Regions from separate parts of the Mus musculus genome. Here regions 1, 2 and 4 are each linked to region 3. Evidence: chromatin contacts called from public Hi-C, HiChIP or PLAC-seq and promoter capture Hi-C data. All regions are on one chromosome and are shown on one strand. Each heading gives the region's core, a stretch centred on a gene start, on an enhancer-like site or on the middle of the called end of the contact. The rest is flanking DNA. Distances are from core to core; before and after follow the strand shown. Region 1 overlaps Heatr3 (HEAT repeat containing 3). Region 2 has its middle 28 kb from the start of Gm26331. Region 3 holds the start of Cyld (CYLD lysine 63 deubiquitinase). Region 4 holds the start of Heatr3 (HEAT repeat containing 3).

Region 1 (6,461 bases), core at 1,113-3,612, 520 kb after region 3:
ACAAACTTCTTAGGGCTTCCATTGCTATGAAGAGACATCATGATCATGGCAACATTTCTAAAGGACAACATTTAACTGGGACTGGCTTGCAGTTCAGAGGTTCAGTCCATTACCATCATGGCACATCTGCTATGTCTGATAAGACTTCCAGGGACTGATTACAACGATTACCAGACTGCCATGTCTGCCCAGCCTTTTATGTAGTCCCAATGGCCCCTATGGAATCACAGAGAGTGACATTATATGAAGGAGATGTGTCACAGAGGGTGAGCTTTGAGGTTTCAGAAGCTCAACTCAGGCCTAGTGGCTTACTTACTCTCTTCCTGCTGCCTCTGGATCTGGATGTGGAACTCTCAGACCTGTCCAGCACCTTGTGTGCCTGGATGTTGCCATGGTTCCCACCATGCCAACAATGGACTAAACCTCTGAACTGTAAGCCAGCCCAATTCTAAAGATTTTTCTTCCTTTTCTTCCTTCCTTCCTTTCTTTCTTTTTTAAACTTGCTATCCTTTCTCTCTCTCTTTTTTTTTTTAAGACTTATTTATTTTATGAATGTGAGTACACTGTTGCTGTCTTCAGACACACCAGAAGAGGGCATCAGATCTCATTACAGATGGTTGTGGGCTCCCATGTGGTTGCTGGGATTTGAACTCAGGACCTCTGGAAGAGCAGTCAGTGCTTTTACCTGCTGAGCCATCTCTCCAGCCCAATATTTTTCTTTATAATAGATGCTGTGGCTGCAGTCTATTTACAGCAATAGCAATCCTAACTAAGACACTAAGTGTCATGAAAAAGTACGAAGACTTTAAAATCCTAAAGGACCCGAGTTCAGACCACACCCCCACATTAGGTAGCTCTTGACTGCCTGTAACACTAGTGCCACAGGATCTAGTCATGTACACACATGCAAGCACAAATGAAAAAAAATCAATCAACCAACCAACCAAAAAAACCCTAAAACCAGTTCAATACTTATGAGGTGGAAGATGGATCAACAGCTGAAAACCAGCCCCAGCTACAAAATACATTTGATACTAGCTTGGGCTAAATGAAATCCTATCTCAAAAAACAACCAAACCAAACAACAACAACAACAACAATAAAAAACTTAGAAAATGAATAATCTCATATAGCTTTGTACTCTAACACTTTAAATAGTTTGTAGTTGTGGGGTACAATTCTTGATCTTTTTTCTTTTTGTTGACTTAGGGTTTCTCTATGTAGCCTTGGCTGTCCCTGGAACTTGTTATCTAGACCAGGTTAGCCTTTAACTCAGAGATCTGCCTGCACCTGCCTCCTGAGTGTGGAATCAAAGGTATATGCCTCCACTCCTGGCTTCCAGAAGATTTTCAAATAAATTACTTTATGGGTTTTCTTTTTTTGATGTGTCTAGCTATGTAGCCCAAACAGGCTTTCAACCCGCCATCTTCTGGCATTAGTTTCCTGAGTGCTAGGATTACAGGCATGTGCCTTCGTCCCTTCTAAAGATTTCTCTATGACACTTACCCACGGACAACCCTGGCACAAACTCCATAGCTTTTGTGTAAGTTACAACTGGGGAGTGTATCCAGGGCTTTTTCACTTCCCTGCTGCTACAGCGACGAAGCTGAACGGGAGCAGCTGAGGTGGAACCACCCATGCCTTAAAGCCTAGAAGGCTGTAGCATGCACATTTTCAGTGCACCACCCGACTGTGCGCTGGACTGCAGCGTGACCAAACCACCTTACAGCTTAAATAAAACAAACTCTCTCACTCACCCACCCACCCACCCACCAAACACCATGGTGTGCCCTGAACTTGACTGTCTGTCTGCTTTGTTCTAAGTCTAGGAAGCATGGCATGGGAAAGAACAGAATCAGAAACACTACTCTCTTTCTTTTTTGGGGGGTGGGGTGGGTGGGTGGGGTTTCAAGACAGGGTTTCTCTGTGTAGCCCTGGCTGTCCTGGAACTCACTTTGTAAACCAGGCTGGTCTTGAACTCAGAAATCCGCCTGCCTCTGCCTCCCAAGTGCTGGGATTAAAGGCGGTTGCCACCACGCCCGGCTACTACTCTCTTTCAAACAGGTAAGACAAACACTTGAGGCAGACTATCTGTGAAACTAATCTTGAATTTACTCTTTAGCTTAGACTGGCCTTGAACTCACGTATAAAGTTCCACTCTAGAAAAAAAAAACCCTTTTAAAAAAACACTTGGGTCAAACACTTGGCCGCAGTGGTCACGCACAGCCATCCAGCTCCTCACCCAGGAGAATAAAGAAAGCCTGCTGTGCAAGGCAGAGCATCTCCATTTCCCACCCCACCAGAAAACCTCACTATCTCTGCTTTCACCATCTCAGTGACTCCTCAGAGCTGATAAATAATCCTGGCTTCCTAACAGCCTGCTCTGCACAGGGAAAACTGCTCACTAGGCCACAGTGCACATGAATGAATCCTAGTAAGTGGTCCATGCAGCTACAGATCTAGGGGAAATTACAGCCTACTTTGTGCTTTGAGCTTGCTTCTGATCACTCTGGCCAGGCAGAGGGATGGATTCGGGAGCAGCCCAGGGCGTCCCCAGACAATGTGGACTACAGTCCCAGCATGAGCCCTATCTGGTACCCTCCTTTTTTACAGTAAGGAGAGGTCATCAAGAAAGTCATGCTGCTTTCCTTTGTAAGCTCTGACACGAAGCAAACTGCCTAGGAAGGCGGATACTTAGGCTATAAAAAATAATCTGTATGACACAAAACATCCAGTTAAAAGTTATTTATTCAAAAATATTTTCTACTAATTTTTTCTTTTCTTTTCTTTTCTTTTCTTTCTTTCTTTTTTTTTTTGAGACAGGGTCTCTCTGGCTATCCTGGTGCTCCATCTGTAGTCCAGGTTGGCCTTGAACTCAAGAGATCCTCCTGCCTCTGCCTCTGAAGATCTGGGATTAAAGGTGTGCACCACCATGTCCAGCATTTTCTACTAATTTCTGATTCTGTATCAAATTAAGACAGGAAATGCTGTTACCCAGAGTAACTGCTCAGACCCCTATACAGAATTCAATCATCTCACTATCTACACAGTGACAAATTCAAGTCATTTACTTCACAAAAGATTCATCATTGGTATATAGTACTTCATGACAAAAATATTTTATAAAGCTTATCTTTACATTTCTGTTAGGAGTTAGCTAATATAAAATGATATTTATTGGCTTTAAAAAAACATCCCAACAATGATTTAATTTCTTTTCTTAAAAAAAAAAAATGTAAGGACGTACTTGTTTGAAGTCTCTTTACTGCCCTTCCATTAAGAACCACCTGAGGGCTGGGGTGGAGTTAGTGGTAGAGCTCACGACACAGGAGCAAGGCCCTGAATGCCGACCCTAGCACCTGAAATGTGGGGCATTTTCAGTGGCTAAAATATGTTGGAGATGTAACACACATTTCCTACAGGTTCTCACATTCAAACTAACACGGAGAACAGAGGCAGTGAAAGAAGGCTTTTGGAGGTCAGGTGTGGTGTTGAATACCTTAAAGCCCAGCAATCAGAAAACTGAGGCAGGTAGACCTCTGTGAGCTCCAGGCCAGGAGGGGCTACCTAGAGAGAACCTGTCTCAAAAAAGAAAAAAAGGCTTTGGAAGCACATATATTCAAGGGAAACCCTTCAGTATTCTCAGCACTAAATCCATCAGGAGAAGCAGCTTCTCTTACTCCTTTTTCCTCAGGAACTAGGGATAGACCCAGGGCTGTTGTGCCAGCTAGGCACGCAGATGCTCAGCCAGCCCTAGCTCTGGTCCTCTTGATGGTTTAAGAAGTCAGTCTTTTCTCAACAGTTTCCTGGTAAGCAATAAACCGTCTCAAATTCATCTTCACATTGTCGAGAACACACAGCTGGTCTGGACTGTACTTGCCCCTCCCTTCTTTCCGTATCTGGTGAGAGAAATTCAGAGAGAAGGAGAACATTATCACCTAACTTGTTATCCACTAGTCATTCACTTACTATTAAACAAGACATTTCAAAGAATATAGTCAAAGTTTTACTCCAGATTAAATAGAATATCGAACATGAAGAAGAGGAAAATGAGAATGTGGCCATTTTTTTCTTTTCCATTGTCAGTGAGGCAGGATCCCTCAATCAAACCCAGAGCTTGCTGATTTGGCTAGTCTCACTAGCCAGCTTGTTCTTGTTCTCTACCTTCTTTTTTTTTTTTTTTTTTTTTTTTTTTCCGAGACAGGGTTTCTCTGTGTAGCCCTGGCTGTCCTGGAACTCACTCTGTAGACCAGGCTGTCCTGGAACTCAGAAATCCGCCTGCCTCTGCCTCCCAAGTGCTGGGATTAAAGGCGTGTGCCACCACTGCCCAGCTGTCCCTACCTTCTGAAGCTGAGATTCCTAGCATTTTGGTGGTAAATTTACAATCTTAACTCCTGCTTTTCACACTTGCATGGTAAATCTAACCACTGAACTACCTCTCCAACTTGTATACACACATTAGAATTATGGTTACAAGCTAATTGCACACGTTTGACCCCAATATTCTGGAAGCAGTGATTGAGGCAGATGAATCTTTGTGAGTTTGATGCCAGCCTGATCTACATGGTGAGTTCCAGGACAGCCAGGGTTGCATACAGAGACCCTATTTCAAAAAAAAAGAAAGAAAGAAAGAAAGAAGGAAAAAGACCAAAGGAGGGAAAAGTTACAGAAATAAGAACCATGGATAAAAAGATCAAAGTTTATGGAAATCAAATCATAACTCACCCCTAGTCTTTTTTTAAAAAGATATTTTTATTTATCTTTAATTAAACTGATTTAATTTTATTTGCATGAACACTTTCCTTATATGTACATATGCATACCACATGAATGCCTGGTGTCCAAGGAGGTCTGAATAGGACAATGGATCCCCTGGGACTGAAGTTAAGATGGTTGTGAGCCATCACGTGGATACTGAGAGTTGAAGCAGGACCTTTGCAAAAGGTCTAACATCTCCAGGCCCTTTCTTTTATGTGTATGGATGTTTTGCTCACACGCATGTCTGGGCACTACATACCCACACTAACCAAAAAGGTCAGAAGAGGGTGCCAGATCCCCTGGAACTGGAGTTGTAAGTAGCCATGTGAGAGCTGAGAATTGAGCCCAAGTCCTTTGAAAGAGGAGACGGTGCTCTTAACCGTTGAGCCATCTCTCCAGCCCAAGCACCAATTCTTAAGATTTCCTACAGAATGGGCTGGTGGGGCCCCTACTGGTACCTCTACTAAGTTTCTGATCTAGGGCTAGTGAAATGGCTCAGAGGTTAAGAGCACTGGCTGCTCTTCCAGAGGTCCTGAGTTCAAATCCCAGCAATCACATGGTGGCTCATCCACCCATAGAGGGAACTGATGCCCTCTTCAGGTGGGCGGATGTACATGCAGCAGAGCACTCATACAGTAAATAAATAAACAAATAAGGTGTGCACAACTAAGAATATTAAAAAACAAAACAAAACAAAAACCAACTAGGTTTCTGACTTAGAGGCCAGGAGCTGGGGGCTAAGAATCCACATTCTGCCATACTATAATAAATGAGATTAACTCAGAATTAAAAAAAATAGAAAACGAGAAGAGTCCACATTCTGAACAAGACACCAGGTGATGCTGGGGGAGGGGAGGGTAGGGGAGGGGACACTCTTGAGAAGTGTGGCTTTAGACAAATTCTCCAGTCCAACTTGAAGCTTCTAATGCCTCCTTTTTACAGAAATGTAAATGTATCTCCATTTTACACAAATGGGCTTTGTTTTAAAACTGTAGGTCATGTATGGTTACTTGCCAAGCTATAAGGTCCTGGATTCCATTTCCAGGAATATAAACCAAAACCAAGATAAAAGTCTCAAATCCCATGCTGTAGACTGGCCTCTGGCTACTAAGAGAGGCCACTATGGCTCTCTACCATAGACAAACTCCAGCAGCGAAGCATCCCACTGCAGCAATGCATGCTCAACAGGAAACCAGCCCCATCAACGCCTCCAGTGGTTCAGGTTGCTTTCCCAGCTCAGAGTTCTCATAAAGCTTTCAAAGCACCGCCTTCTTCCGAGTTTTGCTCTTTCTCTACTGTTCGGTGCTCAGGATTAAAGCCCGGGTCTTACAAATGCTAGACACATACTCTACTATGAGCCATATTTCCAACCCTCATTCATTTTATCTTCTGAGATAGGATCTTATTGTGTTCACCTCCATGCTCTGGGATTAGAGGCTGGCACCACCACATCCGTCTGCAAGTTTGATCACTCTGCCTAATCTGCTTTGCTGGCAGCTGTGGAGGAATGGGGTAAGCTTCGTTCTCCTTATCTCAAAGGCTCCTTCTGCAGAAATCTAAGGCTTTTATGAACAATGCAGACACTGCACACTGGTATAAAAATAGGTCTTAGATAGTATTAAGCAAAAACAAAAAGAAAATTTGGTAATGTTATGCTACTTTTTTTGGATAAGAAAGGAAGAAATCCTAGGTATATTTGTCTC
Region 2 (6,761 bases), core at 3,453-5,952, 920 kb before region 3:
ACCTGTTCTGTTGTCACCATCTGGTCCCCTCATTCTAGACTAGAAGCTTAAGTCTGTGAGTTAAATCAACATTTTCTCTTCGTAAGCTAATTGCATCAGGTGTTTCATCACAGTAACAGTAAGCTAATACGCCATATTAAATAAAAATTGGTTTAAGTTCTTGGCTGCTGACAGGCAACCTCATCTCCATTTGACCTCTCCCTACACTCTTATCATTTACATATTAAATTGTATTATCACTTCAATTTTCAAAAGTAAAGAACAGATTAAAGTTCAACTTGAGAGTGTTTTCTTTAAAAAACAACAACAACAACAACAACAACAACAACAAATGTCCCATTCCCAACCCCACTCAGCTAACAGAGACAGACTTAAACTCACTATTAGCATACAAGAGGTGATGTAGGCTTGCTCAGTTTCCCCACTTGTCAGCCAAGAGGACAGCCATTACAGACACTCTGTAAATTCTCTTACAGCTGTAATAGTTCGTGGCTTTAGACAATAATTGTTTAGGTCCTATAGGGCTTACATAATTCTATTTGCTAATAGTCTGATTTGTAATTTTGAATAAGACTGCAATAGCAATTAGCCAAATCTGAGTTTGTGGAGGCAGCTTCTATGAATTGCCCCTCTGGCTATAATTTCCATATGCATATTTACCTCGATTACTTCTCCCTGTAATACGAATTTTAACAACCTATTGAACACATCACGCCTTGGAAATGCCAAGAGAGAACTAAATAGAGTCAGGGGTCAGAAGCCGAAACTGCTTCTGTATAAAATTACAAGTTAATTACTAGCTGCATCCAGGGGCCAAGCCCGTTTTAATTTTGGACTCATTAGACTATTTAGAATCTATGTTTTAACTATGGCAGTAGGGAGTCACTGGTGTCCCTTCTCTGAGAAGTGCTAGGCGTCACAGCTTCCCAACCTCTCTCCTAGCTGCTTGCTACTCATACTGAAATCATGGCCATTTACTTGTTTGCTAGTCTTCATAAAATTTAATGTGCCTTTTTAAAAATGCCCTTTAGCAAATGCATTTAGGAGGGAGTTCATGGGATCAAGGCTTCCTTGCTTATGTTAAAGGACCCGACATGTGATAACACAGATGCAATTTTGACAATAACAGTAAAAACTCCAACAAGCCGGTTAGTACAGGACACAGCAACAAGGTACCTCGGGAAATGCCTGGAAATAAGGAAATGGAATTCTGCAGGGCTTCAGATGAGCATAGCAATCAATACTGAACATAACAAGAAAGGATAGCTCCTGAAGTATGTTCTGTAGATCACTAGTGTTGTGGGCATTAGTTTACTAGGGAGGAACCACACAGCATAATGGGTTGGAGAAAATGCTCTGAAATAATATAATATGTAGACGGTTCCTGCTAACATATGCTTTTCCAAGCTTATGACCCAATGAGCGTCTCCAAGAGGGAAAAACAGATTGTTCTAGGAGAAAGTTGATTATTATTTTCTCGGAGCACTGATTTTTGCTTTGAAAAAGTGAAAACCTAAACAAAAGTATTGGCATTGAGTCGTGATAGGACCAATCAGGGGTCCTCAAAACAACAACAACAAACAAACAAACAAACAAACAAAAAGCCATACCATGCACCAGGTCTAACGTGGGAGGTTTATTGGACGGGAAATAGAGGCAGCCTCTGGGAGAGAAAGGAAAGAGGGGAGAGTGGGAGCAGGAAGAATGCAACTTTTAGTGAGACCTTGGCGCATGCGCAAAGGCACAAGCTTTTGGAGAGACAGTGTTACCTCTTGGGCAGCTAGAGATAATGTGCCTTGCCACTGGGTCCCTAGAGAGCTGGCTGTAAAGATGCCTGACTGTGGTGGAGTCACTTTTAGCTGTCTGTGGATGTGCCTGAGTGCCAACAAGTAGTCTTCTATTAACACGACTAAGAGAAGGTTTTTCCCCTTAAAACAAAGGAAACTACAAAGAAATCACAAAAACATGGTATGTGCCCATTTAACGTCTGTAAGAGGCGGGAAGTAGATTGGTCTAAGTATTTGGACCTGCCTGCAGGTGATGCGGGTTTTCAGAATCTGCCTTAATGGAGAATAAAATGACTTCTTATGACCCCACATTGCACAACCTGTCTTCCCGCTATATGAAAAGCCCCTCTTTTCTTGACTTCCCTTTAGAAATGGTGCACGGGTTGGTGCATAGTTAATTGTGTTACTACCCTCCAGCCCCGCCCCCACATATGTTGTTTTCAGGAATCAAAGTTATGGTTTTGCCTTGGCTTAAAGGAGTCCTTCCACTAAGTGGTGACATGAGCTTGATGGAATTTCATGAATCTCCTTCTACAGACTTCTCTGAGCAGAATGCTGTAATTGTATTTAAGAGGGAAAATGTGGGTTTTTGAAGACTGGGTGTCCCTAGGGAAGCCTCAGTATCCTTACGGTAGTTATAGACTCATGACTGCATGCCAAAGAAAGGTTTATCAATCCCCAATGAGATACATAACTAAAAAACAGCCTGCACGCTCAGGAGGATACCCCTCTACAAATCTCCATACATAAAAATCTGCATTGGGAACAAAATCAGTTGGGCCTTCTTAGGTGTCTTTTAAGCCCAAGTCACATAGGCTAGATGAATCTATTTGCAAAAAAAATCTGAATATCACAGCTATTTAACCTTGGGTTAAGATGTGGGAGCATCTCATTACTGACAGCCAAATCAAAGATTTTCGGGAAGAAGGAGTTACAGCAGACTCTGTGAAGCAGATGATGCCTGTGGAAATGGAAAGAGCTCTGTGAGGAAAATGTCAGGAGGGTCCCATCTCTCTGTCCTGTTCTCCTCAGCCCTGGACACAGATCTCTCCCTCATTGGACCTCATTAAGAAAATTAGCCCCTCTGATGACAAGTATCCTATCCTGCATGGGACTGACCTAGGCCCTCCACACGTTACAGTTGTGTATCTTGGTCTTGGTCTTCGTGTGGGTTTCCTAACAGCAGAAGCAAGGGCTGACTCTGACTCTGTTGCCAGACTTTGGAGCCCTTTTCTCCTACCAGGCTGCCTCCCGTAGCCTTCACAGGCGAGGATATGCTTATCTACTCCTACAAGCCAGGGCTGGTTGATATCCGTGGAACAGTTGCCCTTTTCTGAAGAGAAACAAAGAAGGAGTTGATGGGGGTTGGGGGCCGGGTGGGGCACGGGCTCTGACTCTATCTCAGAGCAGACAACTGCCATTTCCTAAAAGTTAAAGAAGTATATATGGCACTCACAGAGTGTCTCTGCTGGGGGATGGTTGCTAAAGGGGACAGGACTGAGAGGAGAGGAGGAAGGGGAAACTGTGGTTAAGATGTAAGAGTAATTAATTAACTAGTTAATTAATTAATTTAAAAAAAAGAGGATTCACCCCCACTTCCCTGAGTTATATTGTGTTATTCTTTGAGGAGTTCTGAGTTTGCCAAGATCTGATGCTTGGTACCAAAATGCCTGAGTCTGGGGTTCTTTGTCCAAGCAAAACTTTTATCCTGGAGTTTCCTCTGTGCCCATGCTAACTAATAGTTCTGAGCAAACAAACAGCAATCCTTCATCCTAAGAACTGCTGAAGACAACACAGATTCCTAAGCAATCAGCCACTCACCCTGTGGAACATGAGGCTTTGACTTCATCTCAGAGCAAGCAACTGCCATTACCTAAGAGTTAAAGAGGTACTGATGGCACTCACAGACTGTCCCTGCCGGGGGGAGGTTGCCAAAAGTCACTCATGATAAGGAAGTCCATTTCCCTTGTTCTGAAGCACATTCCAGGCAGGTTTATCACATCAATTACATTCTTTATTTCCTTTGTGTTTCTTCTTACAGTTGTATCTGATGCATGTGCAGACACACAGGCAAAGTCTTATCTAGGGCTTGGAGAAATAGCTCAGTGCTTAAGAACACTGGAACTCTTCCATAGGACCTGGATTCACCTTCCAGTACCCACGTGGTGGCTCACACCACCTGGAACTCCAGTCCCAGGGGTTCTGATGCCCACCATTGCCCTCCGAGGGCACTGCGTGCACATGGTGCACAGACATGCAGGCAGGCAAAACACCCGAATACATATAAATGAACTCTGCGATAGAATGCTTGCTTAGCAAGCATCAGGTTGTAGGTTCAATTCCCAACACTAGATTTTAAAAAAAAGTGAGAGGCTGACCTAGGAGTCTGCAGAGGGGCAGGCTTCAAAGATTCACCTGGGTATTCCTTCTCTCAGGTAAGGGAAGTCAGGAGGCATGTTAACCTGTGGATTATGTAGCTGCATTATTTGAAAAAGGAAAGGAAGAGGTGGGTGAGCGCACAGCTGTGGAGGCATGACCACTGCTTAAGAGTTTCAAAAAATACAGGTAAAGTCACTGTAGAGATGTTTAATGACCTAACTAATATCCTCCAGAGGTAGGCTGTTGATCAGCCAAGATCAGTCCACACCTTCCTTAGCCCCATGAAGTTTCCCAAATCGACCCCAAATTCTACCACATTCATTGTGGATATAACTTTGGAGAGTTTCCAGTCCTCGGCCACCAACAAGGACATTAGACTCTTTTTGTTGTTATCACAAATTCCTGAGGCAGACTGATTTAGTAGAGAAAGAGATGCCTTGTCATAGTTTTGGAGGCTGGAGGTGAAATCAGCACAGTGTGGTCTGAGCTGGGCCTCCTCCATACAGATAGGATGAGCCATTGTGCAGCTGCATTCTTCACTGTGGGTTGGAATGATGGAAACACACATGGGAGCAAGCAATCCCATAGACCTAGGGGCAGAGGAGAGCCTGCGGGAGCAGCTTAGGCTTACGTAACATCAGCAGAGACTCCAGTGAGTAATACCTTAATGCTATTTGAAGCAATATCTCCACTTCCCCTCAAAGAACCTAAGATCTGTTCCTATCATTATCTCCTAAGGGTTCCACACCACCTTTAAATACTGCCATCTTTAGGATGTAGCTCCTAATACATGAGCCTGTAGGGTAGGAGGAGGGTGACTAATAATATGTAACCACAGCCATGGTGTTGTGACTGTTCCCTGGTTCAGGCTTCTAGTGGGAGCAGTTCTCTGGCCCCGTGGAACTAACTGATGGTAGGGAGTCTCCATCTGTTCCCCCCATCATCTCTGATATCCTAGCTCCAGCGATGGGAATTGCTTGTGGGGTATGCTGAGGAGCTGTATAATCAAAAATCAATGATCCAGACGGAGGTCTGTTGTTCTACAGCTCAGCTGGTGTAATATTACAATGCCAATCCTAATGGAGTTACATAGAATCCATCAAAATACCAGGATGCAGGGGTCAATGAGAACGGCAATGCCTCACTTCCCGGCAATTACCACTTATTACTGGGGCAGAGCCTTCCCTCCACTATCCAACTTACTTCAATAAATAATACTGGGCAACCCTGCAGGGCAGTGAGGGGAGCATTGTTCCGCTGTTGCGGCTCCATAGTCAGATCAATATCTCGTTCTTTTGAGACACAGGTGAGAACCCCTGAATCTGGCTGCAAACAAAGCCCCTCTGCTTATACTTTCAGAATTATGATGTATTGTTGCCCCTTTCTGTCTTCGGTGTCAACAGGGGTGTCAGGGAGGGGGGGCTCTGTCTCCTAACCTTTTCAGATATTTACACATTTTCCCTAAAGAGGGGAAAATAAAATGTGTCCTGAAACTTCTTATGTTCCTGCTTCATTGGCTTTTATTCACTCTACTTGTTTCTCTGGGTTCACTGTAGAGCTTTTCCCACCATTTGTATTAAAGGGAAAATCTAAGTAACTGCGGTCTCCTAATTGTAAGAGTTGGCTGTAGAAAGAGGTGATGTGGTCTAGTGATTTGCTGGGAGAAGTCTGGGAGGCTTAATGAATAATGACTCTCCATCAAGCTGAACCTTTTAGGGGCTTAGAAACCAGCATAGACTGAAGTTCTGTCCTTTTCTTTCTCCTCATTGAGACATTCATGCGCATGGAGGAGCTCTTGTAGTAAGTACCCATGCGCAGGCACAAACTGGAGATTCAGTATGCTTTTCCTTTGACACAAGCCATTCCATGTGGATTTCATGTGCAGGCCCAGAAGTCAAGAAGAACATGGATGAACTTTGGGACCAGGTTGAGCAGCCTTCATGATCTGGTGCTCTGACCTCAGTTCCATGTCTTAGTTTTCTTGTCTATAAAATGAGCAAAGAATAATTATGTGGATCTGGAGTAAAGTGTTCGCAAGTTTCTCACTTAATACTTGTTAATTTTCATTGAAATATGTATATATATATATTTTCTAAAACATAGAAAATTCATCTTTGCTGTTACTAATCAAGTCCTAAGTTATCTACTCAGTGATAATCACTAAATTGTCCAAGCCTATATTTTGTTCATTGCATTCTTCTGTCTGCTCATTCTGTCCAGTGAAAGGAACACTTATGTATCATGATAGCTTTTCTAGACATAGCTTTAGGGGACTATTTCTCAGTCCCATCATTCATGACCTAATCACGACAATATCTAGCTATGTTGCTCTGTTCCTAGCTCATGTGACCATGGCCAGATTATACCTCCCTTCTGATGTCTATGGCCCCTAGCACCCTACCAGAAAAAGATACTATTTGGCCATGTCACTAGAATGCAGGTATCTCAGGCAGGATCCTTTTTTTTTTTTTTTTTTTTTTTTTTTGCATCCATGATATCACTACACAGTCCTCTATACCACCAATATTGTGGACCAAATCCCTTTCAGTTGTCATAGTGACTGACTCGATCATTGTAGGACATTTATCAGTATCC
Region 3 (6,265 bases), core at 2,825-5,324:
ACCAAAAACATTTCATAGCTATTTTATTTTTAAAATAATTCTTTTTATTTCTAAAATTTCTAAAACTGGGTATCTTTAGATGGTAAATTGGTACCTGCCTATTCTATTAACTCTCTCTAACTTAACAACTAATGCCACAATTTGAAGTTTAAAAAAATTAGTGTTAATGAAACATTATCAAAACAAAATAATTGTATATGTTTCAGGACATTATATTTAAATGAATTTGATCTCAAAAGATAGTACACAGTTTTAAGAATTATATAACTGCTTGGTTTGTAAAAAGGTCTATGGCAATAAACAGAACTTTTCAAGAATATTTTTTAAATGAACTAGACAAAGAATGATGAATGCAACTTGTTGCACAAGTGAACCTGAGTTTATATTCAGTAATAGAATAGGTACAACAGACAACTAAAATAGTCAAAACAAACATTATAAAATATTTTTTAAAGTATTATCCAAAGAGAAAGAGACGTGTGAACCTTCCCGCTTTTAAAAGGAATATATCAAGAATAAGATTCAGGGGGTTGGAGAGATGGTTCAGCAGTTAAGAGCACTGACTACAATTCCAGAGGACTCAGATTCAATTCCCAGCACCCACATTGAAGCTCACAACTATCTGTAACCCCAGGATTTGACACCCTCACACAGACACACATGCAGGTAAAACACTAGTGCATATAAAAACGAGAATAAATAAAATGTATAAAAAGAAAAAAGTATGTTTGAAACACATTAAAATTAATTTCCTTTATTACAAATAATAAAATAGAATAGAGAACTTTGTCTCTTTCTACACACATACCTGATGAAAAACCAAATGATCATTTATCATCTCAAAACATCAGCATCACAACAGAAATATCCTAACCATCTTTTCTCTTCCTGTAGTAATGAATATAATACCAACATTCTCACTCCTCTGGGATCTGCACAGTAGTTAAATAAAGCCTTAGAACCCCAAGCAATAAGAACTGTCTCAAGACTCTACAAAGAGAAACATCAAAATCACATCGTGAGCTTTTTCCAGATCACGTTCAATATTCTGATACAGTCAGTAGACCCTGAAAACTACACACTTTAAGGGCTGATGTCTGCTTTCCACCCATTCAGCTTCCGCTTTAAGTGCAGGTCATGACTGCTATTAGACAACAAGTTCACAGTAATGAGGAGAGAGAGAGTATGAAGGGGGAGATTTTCAACTATACTCTCGAGTTACTTGGCAAATGGAATCATTGTGAAGGTGAATATATCAGGAACAACTCATCTAAACATTGTCCCATGTCTGACTGGGTAACAGTAATTGTGTATATTTTGATTAATTACTGAAATACTGAAAGAAGAGTATCAAAGAGCTGGACCACAACAATGTAGCCTCAAACTGTTCAGCATGACACAAAGATGAAAGGAGGCCTTTCTTGGGGACACTGGAGACGAGGGAACAAAAAAGAATCTATCTGCTTATGAGCAAGTTGTCGGCCTGAATGCTGAGTAAAGGAGGGTTCCATTATGTTAAGATAAAAATTATTAAACTAAATGAGGGTTAAAAAAATAAATGTTGAACAATTTCCAGTGAATGAAATGATAAGATGAACAGGATGCAAGTCCTACAACAAATATTAATGATCAGAATTACCAGGTTTTAAGAATCACAATATGAATGGTCACCAGCTACATAAAAGCGATAATGTAATTTTTCTAGACTAAAACATCTGGATGCTCAAGTGATCAAGATGTACCATCCCCAAGACACTCACAAAGACAGGTGTAATTCAATCACATCTGGCTCTTCTGAGGTAGCCTCCTTGTTCTAAAACACCACAGAAAGCTTTCTAAATCACAATAGAAATTACAATACTAAATACTGCTCAAATCACAAATGGTAAAGAGGTAAGCAGGCTGGCATGGATATGCAAGAAAAGAGCCACATCTTCTCCAAATGCTTTCAGTCAGTTAGAATGACTAACTTAAGAAAAAACAACTCTTACTAAAAGAACAAGTCATTACATGCCTAAACAGTAAATAGAAATACAGAGATTTCAAGACCAGAATAATTTGTGACACGAGGATACAGTCACAAAACCAAGTGGGACTTAAAAGGTTTATTTAATAAAAAAGTCTGGAAAAAAAAAAAAAGTCTGGCTCTTGCATCTGCAGTCACATCAGGAAGACAGGAACAATGCTGTCTCTTGTGAGTTAAACCTAACCACTGGGCTCTAAAAATGTGACTTCCCCACTCCTTGTCTTTCCAGGGACTAGACCAGAAAACTTGATTAGCTTAGATTGTAATGGTGGAAGCCAAAATGCTATTTCCTTGTCCTATTTAAGTGACCAGAAGTTTCTACTATGTTAAAAATAAGAGTCAAGAAATAGAGAAACATGATGTTTGCCTAAAATATCATTAATTCTCTGGGGAAAAAAATCACAATCAATTTTATACTATGCTACTATCCATATAAGTAGAAACAAGTAAGGTGAAATGTCACAATTATGAAACCAGGTTGTTTGGAGCTTCATTTGAAACTAAAAATGTAAGATGACAGTATAAACACCAGGAGCAAAACACTAAGTATAGATTGATGGGCAGGATAATTACTGCTCTTTCTTCATGTATTAAAGACTTCCTTAAATCACTTAACCACAGTTTAGGTATCTTCTGTTTAATATGTCATTTTTACATAACAAGTTCCTGGTCTTATCAGCTCATCTCAAAAGTTTCCAGTCCAAACAAGGCTTTTTTTTTTTTTTTTAAAGAATACCTTAAAATTTTGCAGCAGAACATTAGAGAATGTTCTGGGTACTGTCAACATTCAAATTACATGAACTTCACTAAGAATTTCCAGCAAATCACTTTCCTTCAATACTGTTCTAGTGCAAATCCACCCACTACCCAGCGGGGAGCAGCAGGCTAAATTCTTGGGGCCATTCAACCTACTTGAGGTATGAGGGGGTGTGCAAGAGACTGATGTTTGAATGCACGCCCTCTTGATGCCTGCATTCTTCTCTGGAGCCAATGATTACAAAAATGAGCAATCTTATTAGGAATCCCTGATTAGCCCCAACACAGACACACACAGACACACACACACACACACACACACACACCACAGCAAGGTATGAATGAATGCTCCTCTAAGGAGACAACTTTCCAGGGAAAATCAAAAAGAGGAAGGTGGCGGGGATAGTGGGGGTTGGGAGATTGCAAGGCTTGGTGGCTAGAGGATGACAAACCCCTAAAACATGCAAATGCCAAGGGGTGGAATAGAAAAAGATGCCAAGGACATGAATAACCTGGCAGCTGACCCAGATGAACTCAGTTCCAGACCATGATCATTCGCGACTTGGCGGTCTCCTCCAAGGCTGACCATAATAATAAAAGGAAAAACAAGGTACCTGTCTCAACAGGATGCACCTTCCAACTACACAACTGTGCAAAACCATCCTCTCTCCTCCCCCCTCCCTCCAGACCAGAGAAACTGAAAGAAAAAGCAGAACACGCCATTAGCGAGGCCAGACTGCTCTTCCGGGAGCGGAGCCACCAACACCCCACAAAACAGCACAGACGTGAGGTACCATAACCCGAGATTCTCCCTGCCTCCTGCAGCCGTTGGGAGCCAGGCAGGGTCCCGGCCTCAGTTTCCCCATCTGTCCACGACGGCGGGCCAGAGAGAAAGACGGAGTCCTGCACTGCTCCTACCCAAGCCCTGTGGTGCAGGAGTCCCGCGAGTCGGGAGCCCTCGGGCAGGCTGGAGGTGACAACCGCGGTTGACGTCAGAAGCTCGTCGGCCCGGGGCAGCTAACGGGCGGGCGCTGAGGCCCGACGGTCGCCTCCGCGCTTCAGGGCGCCTGAGGCAGAGCAGGAACACTGGGGACCTAGCGTCAGCCGCGCGGCCGCGCACACTCACCCGCCTCGGCCGCCGCTCAGCGCCGCAGCCCCGGGCTTCAGAACCAGCGTCCCGGGCCGGCCGGGCGCCCCACACCCACCACCCCAGTATTTACCTCAGGCGCGCGGGCCCCCGCGCAGCCGAACCTGCTACCTGGGCCCGCCCCCACCTGCCCCGCCTCCGAACTGCCCGCGGGGAGGGAGGAGCGGAGGCGGAGAGGGTAGATGCCGCGCTAGCCAATCGTATTCAGAGATCCGACCCTGCGTGCGCTCTGATTGGGTTTTCTTGTAACAGACCTTCCTCCAATGGCTGCTGGCAGGGTGCTGGCTGAAGGGACTTTCCGCTCGGTCAAGCTCGGTGGAGGCAAAGGGAAAGCGAAGGGGCGGGGCAGAGGAGAAAGGGTGGGGGCGAGGAGCGATGGCTGATTGGGCGAAAGGCCGCCAGTGTCATGTCACCATTGGCTGAAACCACGCCTGGGCGGGGCGCTGTGCTCTTAGCTCCACCCTCCTTGCGCGGGTCTTGTCTCTTGGCTTAGCTGTCAAAACTAGGGTGGGAAGCGATCCAGAGAAGAACTGAGAATAATTTTCAGAATTCCATTGAAAGAACAAAGCTTAGAATTACACCTAGAGTCAATGTTTTCTTTCTCAGTTTGTCAACATGTAACACGGGGAACTCCCAACCATCCTAAGCCTCAATTTCCTCGTCTGTAGAACGGAGGTGTTAGTACCACCTGTTTTACCGGATTATTGTGAAATGCTATATAGTATCTCCTAACAGTAGACTCTGTACAAACTGAAGCTCTTTCTGTCCTCAGATGGCGTCTGGGACACCTGCTGTTTTTTTAAACTTCTGTGGCCATCCTCTCCAAGGGTGGAGAGAGTCTCCTAAGGATAAAGAAAGGCTTTCCACCCTCTACCTTACCCGGGACTGCATCCCTGGCCACCAGCCAGAATTAAGGGTATAATGAAGGATCTTTCAATTAGACGGAAGGATTCTGACTCCCAAAAGTGTTCAAAATATTTAAAGAAACTCTTTTTATAATCAGCCCCAGAGCCTGGCAGCACATGACTTGCTTCACTGGATAGTTCTCTTAATTAATTCCTTCTCCTTTGACATTTTAACTACTAATTATGGGAGAAGGTGATTAATACTGAGAAGGAGGGGTGTGTGTGTGTGTGTGTGTGTGTGTGTGTGTGTGTGTGTGTGTGTGTGTGTTTAATCATGACACAAATTTCCCCAGTGAAGACTACCATGTTTCTGAAAATCCAAACAATGAAAACCACTAACACAGAAGCAGACAGACACATGGGTGATTGCTAACAGTATTAACTCACAACTCCTCTCCCTGCTGAAATCAACCATGATGAAATTGGTATCTTCTGAAAACTGAAGCCTCAACTCTTTCCTGTCTTTCACTGGTATACATATATCCTGTTCCCAATTTCCCAAGCTCTAGCCACATGATATAAATCAATAGTGACACACAGTGGCCTTAGACAACAACATTCCCCTATAGATCTGGATTCTCCCATGACACTGGCATGATTCAGAGATCCAATCTGGCTGTGTGGGAGAACATTTTGCTTGGCCCCATCCAACAAGGAAGAGGACAGAGTTGAGGAAGTAGACTTGGGAATCTTTTAGTGGGTCAAGCAGACTTATTTTCTCCAGATTGTCAGAGTCCTTCCCCCACTCTGTTTTCTCTCCTCAGATCCTTTCTCTCATGCTCATTGTCCTTAGGCTCCTGGAGATGTGATTTGCCGCTCCTGGCTGAAGCATCTTTATGTCCTTTCTGATAGTGACATCTTGTATAGTTGAATGCTCTGCTTCAGTAGGGTTTGCCACTGCACTATCAGTAACCATGTACCTCACTTATCCCCACCCCCACCCCCGCTGACACATGCTCACTGAATCAGGATAAGGGCCTGACTTCATCCAAGATCACCAGCTCATCCAAACCTTACTTGCAGGCTCTTCTTAGTCGCCATTCCAGGTCAGTCGGTACTGGCTGCCTAGAACTGAGCTGCCTAGAACGATGCTGAAGCTGTGCGTTCAGGCTCAAGAGATAAAATAGCCGCCATGGTCTGACACACAAAAATGATGTTATTGTCATACTAGATACTATTTGCAGTTCTTCATCTTTCCGGTGTCTTGTTTTATGGAAGGGAGATTAAGGTCCAGAGAGGGAAAATAGTTTCCCTCAGTTACACAGCTGTTTCTTCGCCTGAGTTTAAGTGGTATCTCTGACTAAAGTGCTTCCTAGGCCTCCACAATCTTCCCTTCAAGTAAGGCCCAGCCCAAGTGCAAACTCTACCAGCCATCTTTTCAGATGACTCCAGACCCCATTGATAACCTCTTGCTTCCCTGCCCTCAGCCTG
Region 4 (6,447 bases), core at 300-2,799, 560 kb after region 3:
GCCACACCTCCTATTCTTTCTCAAATAGGAGAACTCAATACTAAGTGGTCAAATACATAAGCCTATGAGGGACATTCTTATTCAAACCATCATACCCCTAATAGTAGTCTCTGCAATTACTACTAGTTGTATTTATACATATAGTAATTATTTGGTTAATAATAATCAATATATTCTTAACACTAATCTTACTCAATAGACTTAAGATTTGTTTATTTATCTGGTTGGTTGGTTGATTTTTTCAAGACAGGGCTTCTATGTGTAACAGCCCTGGCTGTCCTGGAACTCACTAAGTAGTTCAAGGTGGCCTTGAACTGGCCTCGTCCAGTGGCTGGCACACAGGTGCTCCATCCAATATTTATTAGACTGAAACAATACACACAGGCAAATCTGTAAGAGCACAAATACTAACTTTCTGTCCTCTCTACAGTTCATTAGAGTGGCTTTTGCTTTTTGGCCTTTTTGAGATAGGATTTCTCTGGGTGACCCTGGATGTCCTGGAACTCACTCTGTAGACCAGGCTGGCCTCAAACTCAGAGATCTGCCTGCCTCTGCCTCCCTAGTGCGGGAATTAAAGGTCTGTGCCACCATGCTAGAAGGTCTAAATTTTACTGAAATTCAGCCCAGTCTTTTTGACAGTTTCCAGACACCCTCTCAGTGGAGCGCCTGCAAAGAGATCTTACATGCTGAAATGTCAGCTGTACTTGGAGCCCAGACTGAAAGACTATCCTATCAGGGACTCTATGGTGGGTTTTGAGATGGGGTAAATGTGCATGAGGTTTGATGGTTGGTGAAGCGCCAGGTGGATACAACAAAAAGTGTGTGAGCCCCGGGGTCCTTCGGTGCATGAATTCACATCTCCATCCACTGCAAACCTGAGCTAACTGGCATGTTATTATTCCCCCAGAAGTAGAGAATGCATCGGGCGAGGGTGTCCCAGGTTTGTTTGCTCGCAGGGACACTGCCTCGGGCCCTCTCGGGCTCACCTCAGAGCTCCGGCCGCCGTCTCCCTTACCGCCAGACTCGAGTCCAGCAGCAGCGGCCCGAGCCGGCGCACAGCATCCCGACGGGCTAAGTCTGGTAGTGCGGGCCGCTGCTGCACTAGCCGGGCCAGTCCCGCGCAGGCGCACTCGCGGACCTCGGCGCTCGGGTGCTGGAGCTGCGGGAACCGAGACGTCAGAGTCGCGTAGTGAGCACGCGCGCTGCAGCACCTCGCTCCCGGGCCCCCGGGCCCCCGGCCGCCCGCCGCCCGAGCCTGGCCATGCCCTCGTCCCACCTTCTCCAGAAGCTCCGCCGCGGGCCCATCGTCCTCCTCGTCCCCAGTCCCGTTCGACGCGGCCGCCGCCTCGGCCTGACAGCTCTCGATAGGGGAGAACTGAGGTCGCTTGAAGCGCTTCGTCCGACTCTTACCCATGGCGACGGAGGCTGCAGTGACAGACCAGAAGAGGACGACTGCAGCAGCCGTCGTTGGGGCCCACCGGGCCCGTGGCGACTTCCAGGCTCGACGTTACTTGGCGTCTCCCCTCAGCGGGTCCAATGTGACGGCCTGAGCACACATGGAAAAGCAGCACGCCTGCGCAGAGGGCGGGAGCAGGGACTGCGCGTGCGTGTAATGTGATGTGGGCGGGGCCATCCCTGACAATGGGTGGAGCCCTGGATGTCCCTGGGAATGTTAACACACCCATCTCATTTCCATCGTACAAACGTAAGGCTTCTACAGAAATTCAACTGTACGAAAGGCAAGTTCAGCCAGCAAGATGGTGGTGGATCTTGACTTTAATCTCAGTACTTTCTTTACCATTCTTAGGAGCCATTCCTCAGCCACCCATAGGTAATAGTTTTAGAAGAAGCCTAGTGACTTTCAGCCAGTCATTTCATTGTGCTAGGGACTGAGACAACATAAAAAAGTTTCTCATAAAATATTTGTCTAATAATTTTTTTTAAAATGTGTGGTATATGTGTAGGCACACGTGCTGCCTCATTCGGGTGGAGATCAGAGGACTCCTCTGAGGAATTGGTTCTTTCCATCAACAACAGTTCCAGGAATCAAACTCTGATTTTTCAGGTTTGCATGGCAAATGCCTTTATTTGCCGAATCATTTCATCCTTTTTTTTTAAAGGTTACTATTTTTTTTCAAACATCTGTTTGAAATATAGCCTTCCTAAAAGAGACTCTTAAGTATATTTTCTAAAAACTTTTGGTGGAGTCCTGTAGTTGTTTATTTATTATATGTAAGTACACTGTAGCTGTGTTCAGATACTCCAGAAGTAGGCATCAGATTTCGTGACGGATGGTTGTGAGCCACCATGTGGTTGCTGGGATTTGAACTCAGGACCTTTGGAAGAGCAGTCGGCACTCTTAACTGCTGAGCCATCTCACCAGCCTGTAGCTGTAAAAGCCACTTCAGAGTTTGACATCATGGCATTCTGCTTCATGCTACCAGCACGTCCTCTATAAACCAGGGAGCCTCCTCTGTCTTCCTGGAGCTCTCCTGAACTAGTCTTAGGCCTGGGCAAAGGATAGCTTAAGTTTAGCGTTCCTTGAACTGATCATTTGGCTATCACCTGGGGCATATTCTCAGATCTACTTAAAATTCCTTCTGTTATAGGTAGGGATGTATTCTGGAAATGGGAGATATTTAAAAATGCCCCACTTATGGGGCCTGGTTTAGTGTCCTCATTCTCCTGCTGTCCCAGCAGACACATCACCATGGGCCCTTCATGTATTTTGTGTGGCAGTTATCTCTGAATTGTCCCTGTCATCAAATGTGTGCAGGAATGAGCCTCAGCAAACGAGTGATTGCCTAGCAAGTGCCAGGCCCTGAGTTCCAGTGCCAGAGTTTCCAAAGTGTGCAAACAGAAAAGCTATCCCTATATGCTGTCCCTGCTAGCCTGGGAGCTCCGTGCAGGAAAGGTGCATTAGACTCTGTATTAGCAGCGTGCAATAAGGCTCTAGAGCATCTGCTCCTTCAACCTGCTACTGCCCTGTCTCACACTGCTCTCCACTGTGATTATGTAGTCATCTGAAAAACTAAGCCAGATTCACCAAGATCATATGAAAAAGGAGATGCTTCTCTATTCACAGACTTTAAAGTTTGTGAAACATCAAAGGAGTGAGAACCATTTTGATTGCTTCAAAAAAGAAACTTACTTCTGAAAGGGAAGTTGCGTTGCGTGTCTTCAGAACAGTCTGGCATTAGCCCGTTGCTCTCACTGTCACTTACCTCCCACTTTGCTGATTATGTAAATGCTGCCAGCTCTGAAAAGTTGCTCTCAAATGGTCTGCTGCCCAGTCCACTCCACACGATTCATTCATCCTCAAGCAAGTCTATCTGCTCGCTCAAGTCAAAGTGCTTACTTGCTATGCCTTAGGGACTGCTCGAGGAGCTAGAAATAATAGCTATAGCCTGGTCCTGGCATCGTGGGTTTTACAGAGCATTGTAGCTCTAGGCTGCCGCTAACAAAGTTACTGTAGATGTGCATGTTTAATACTTATACTGACTGGATGGAGAGGCAGGAAGATCTCTGTGAGTTCAAGGCCAGCCTGGTCTACATAGTGAGCTCTAGGACAGCAGCCAGGGCTACATAATGAGACCCAGTCATGAAAAAACAAAGCAAGCAAACAAACAAACCAAAAGGATAATTATTCTGAGGCTGGAGAGATGGCTCAGCACTGGCTACTCTTGCAGAGCACACAAGCCAACTTTACATGTATATCCAATTATATCTCTTCTAGGGGAGAAGAACCAGGTTCTAATCAAACACTCAAAGGAATTCCAACCCTAAGGGCCTTAAATTTTTCTTTGGCTTTATACTCTTGGAGGAAATTCCCAATTCAAGTCTGTAAGAGCCATGTAACAAATGTAAAAAATGATGTGTTTCTTGAGTAAAAGCCAATCACTATTAGATCATGAATAAGGCATGAGGAAGGCTAATAGTCTACAACTGCCATACCTGCAACTGTTTGGTCTACAAGGCAGAATTACAATAAAATAGGAGCTGGAGATAGCCTAGCGGGTAAGAAGCAGTAAAAGCACTGGCTGTTCTTGTAGAGGTTTGGGGTTCAATTCCTAGTTCCCACATGGTGGCTCACAACCATCTGTAACTCCAATTCCAGGGGAGCTGATGTTCCTTTCCTACTTGCACAGGCCATAGGCACACAACTGGTACACAGATATACATAAAGGAAGAACTCTCATACACATAAAGCTAAAGCTCAAGGAAAATATCTAATTTGGAGTTAGCTTGTATCTGATACTTAGAATATGTTTATTTTTTTATAGTTGCAGACACAATAAACCAAAGAAAATCTCTAACCACTAGTTATATATAAAGTATTTATTTTTATACACATATTTACCTACAAAATTTACAGAAAATGAAACAATGCAAAACACATAGAATACCCTCTTAGAGAGTTCTTAGAAGCAGAGGGTTTTATTGCTGCAATTCAAAGAATGTGATTTTATACCCAGGAAAGTAGAGATGAATACATGTAAGTTAAATGGCAGCTTTGTTAAACGATTTTGTCCTGTTATTCAAATTTAGTTTAATGTTGGATGAAATTTAACATATTGCTCATGAAATAATTTAACTTTCTCAAAATCTTCTAATAAACAGGTAAAAGGCACCTCTAGTACTTTAAGCATTTACAGCAATTCCGACAGTTTTATTTTAAGGGCTACTGTAGTACACGTGGCTGTTGCGCATACACAGTATGCCATCAACACTCTCCAGCAGAGAGAGCTGCAGGCTCTGGTTTGTAGTGTGGTTCTGTGTTACTAGTGATGGACGGGGCCCATCAGCTACACCAGGACGGTATTAGTGTAACACGTCTACCACAGCATAAAATCCAGTCACCTGAAATAAGGACTGTCAAATTCCCAGATAATACATAATTTTTTAACTTGTACATTCAGAAGAGTTTGGGGTGTTTTTAAATTTTTTTTTTTTAAAAAGTAATTTAGTGTTAAATGAAAACAATTTACTGAAAAGTATAATAGTTGCCAGAATCTAGTATCAGGCTTAACAAAAATTGTCAAAACATCTATAAATTTTTCAACATAATGGAGATGAGATTTGCTCAGTCTAAGTGGAATTTGATGTTGTTCCTGCAGTGCAATGGGAAGAGGCATTATGAATGAAAGGCACACGTAATAGCCAGTTTAAGGAGCTGTGGAGATGTCAAGCAGATGGTTCCTCAAATACTGGTGCAGGAGAACAAAGTCCAAACATTTTCCTCTTGGTTTAACATTGGCATTGATTTGCTATTTACAATAGTTTGCAAAAATACATTATAAAAACTGAAGGAGGTTTGGTTTCTAAGTTTAACTTAGTAATACCCACATACTTCATCCGCAGAGTTCTGTGCAGGGGCTGAAGTGCTGAAGTGACACTAATACTGAACACAGGTAATCAAAGGTACTGAGGCGCTGCGAGCTCAGCCAGCATCATCAACATCATCTGGGCCAATATTGCACACTTCTTGTCAGTTGCTGCTAAACCGTCACATGTCCGACTCCAAAAGGAATCCTCTATGGCATTTTGCTGTATCACTCACTTGAGAAAAGACTGGTTTAGGTTCTCTAGCAACAGTGCGGACTGTCATTGAACATGAGGTCTAGGTTTCAAAATTAGCTTTCCTGTCTGTAGAAAAGAAAAGGAAAAAGAAGTCAGTTCACAATTCTATTTAAAATACCACCAGTTATTTTTGAACTTTTAAAGCCATTTTAGGACCATGGTGTATCAGGAAAAGGCACTTGTTGCCAAGGTTGATAACCTGAGTTCAGCCAAAACCAATTATGATAGAAGCAAAGAACTACCTACCCCATACACCATAGCTTTCTCTTTCCCATGGGCACTACGTTGTGCATATGTGCGTGTACACACACACACACACACACACAAAAACATACACACCATCCATCTATCAATAAATAAAAAGGTAAAAACACTTCTTTTAAAAGGGGTATTTGGTGGAGCCAGTGAGATGGCTCAGGCAGCAGAGGATCCTACTCACAAGTCTGACAACCTTTGTTCAATCCCAGGGCCCAAATGTGGAAGGAGACAAATGATTCCTATGATATGTGTCCTCTGATCTCCCCTGCCTATCAGTCGCTAGGATTAACACTACATCACTACACCCAGCATCATCCACACTTGTCCTGATGTCTGTTATGATTGTCAAATGCTTTATGGTAACATTGTCCAGTTAGGCTGCCACTAGCCTTACGTAGGTAAGTACTTGAAATAAAACTAGTTTAAATAAAAATGTTTTATAAAACACAGGAAATGTTGAGGAAAATACCAAAAAGGGGGAGTGTGAGGGCATTAAAAAAAAATTACACTAACTAGAAACTGCAACTTTTATAGATTTGGTGTATTTTTGTTTGAGACAGGGTTTTCACTATATAGCCTTAGCTGACCTGGACTGGCCTCTGGAACTCA

The links. Promoter capture Hi-C pulls out the DNA fragments that hold promoters and counts their contacts. A called contact is a pair of places that touch in the nucleus more often than the background predicts. HiChIP or PLAC-seq counts read pairs in DNA pulled down with a chosen protein or histone mark.
Region 1: a contact with region 3 is called in a promoter capture Hi-C map of embryonic stem cells. The contact joins the enhancer-like site here to the promoter of Cyld in region 3. A contact is called at or near these places in 9 of 39 promoter capture datasets (the C10 cell line, the HPC-7 cell line, cranial neural crest and 5 more), 1 of 15 datasets of contacts at CTCF or cohesin (the NIH/3T3 cell line), 1 of 115 datasets of contacts at active chromatin or transcription factors (large pre-B cells) and 1 of 9 other capture datasets (adipose tissue).
Region 2: a contact with region 3 is called in an H3K27ac HiChIP or PLAC-seq map of extraembryonic endoderm stem cells, with 5 times the contacts expected there. The contact joins the enhancer-like site here to the promoter of Cyld in region 3. A contact is called at or near these places in 3 of 39 promoter capture datasets (cranial neural crest, hippocampal neurons and stem cell-derived epiblast-like cells), 2 of 115 datasets of contacts at active chromatin or transcription factors (embryonic stem cells and extraembryonic endoderm stem cells) and 1 of 9 other capture datasets (embryonic stem cells).
Region 4: a Hi-C map of reprogramming fibroblasts shows a contact between it and region 3, with 2.8 times the contacts expected there. The contact joins the promoter of Heatr3 here to the promoter of Cyld in region 3. A contact is called at or near these places in 14 of 39 promoter capture datasets (the 3T3-L1 cell line, the C10 cell line, the HPC-7 cell line and 9 more), 7 of 484 Hi-C or Micro-C datasets (B cells, CD8 T cells, Th1 cells and 3 more), 6 of 115 datasets of contacts at active chromatin or transcription factors (effector CD8 T cells, embryonic hindbrain, large pre-B cells and 3 more) and 3 of 9 other capture datasets (adipose tissue, liver and macrophages).

The regions. Positions count from the first base shown.
Region 1 is chr8:88,168,297-88,174,757 of GRCm38.p6, reverse strand. It overlaps Heatr3 (HEAT repeat containing 3), which reads right to left. Exons shown (of 15, transcript NM_172757.3): 15 at 2,806-3,899. The coding sequence ends at 3,777. Among named protein-coding and RNA genes, the nearest start is that of Tent4b, 28 kb to the left of the region's middle. Within about 2 kb of position 2,362, at least 5 of the 459 cell types and tissues checked have an H3K27ac peak or open chromatin away from gene starts, as enhancers often do. A contact at or near this core is called in embryonic stem cells, where this site is marked.
Region 2 is chr8:89,614,647-89,621,407 of GRCm38.p6, reverse strand. No RefSeq gene overlaps it. Among named protein-coding and RNA genes, the nearest start is that of Gm26331, 28 kb to the right of the region's middle. Within about 2 kb of position 4,702, at least 2 of the 459 cell types and tissues checked have an H3K27ac peak or open chromatin away from gene starts, as enhancers often do. A contact at or near this core is called in extraembryonic endoderm stem cells, where this site is marked.
Region 3 is chr8:88,694,837-88,701,101 of GRCm38.p6, reverse strand. Cyld (CYLD lysine 63 deubiquitinase) reads right to left here and starts at 4,074. Exons shown (of 17, transcript NM_173369.3): 1 at 4,003-4,074.
Region 4 is chr8:88,132,987-88,139,433 of GRCm38.p6, reverse strand. Heatr3 (HEAT repeat containing 3) reads right to left here and starts at 1,549. Exons shown (of 15, transcript NM_172757.3): 1 at 1,277-1,549; 2 at 987-1,159. The coding sequence starts at 1,414. Mir7071 (microRNA 7071) reads right to left here and starts at 1,228; the gene lies at 1,160-1,228. It overlaps Cnep1r1 (CTD nuclear envelope phosphatase 1 regulatory subunit 1), which reads right to left. Exons shown (of 6, transcript NM_029074.3): 6 at 4,237-5,646. The coding sequence ends at 5,605.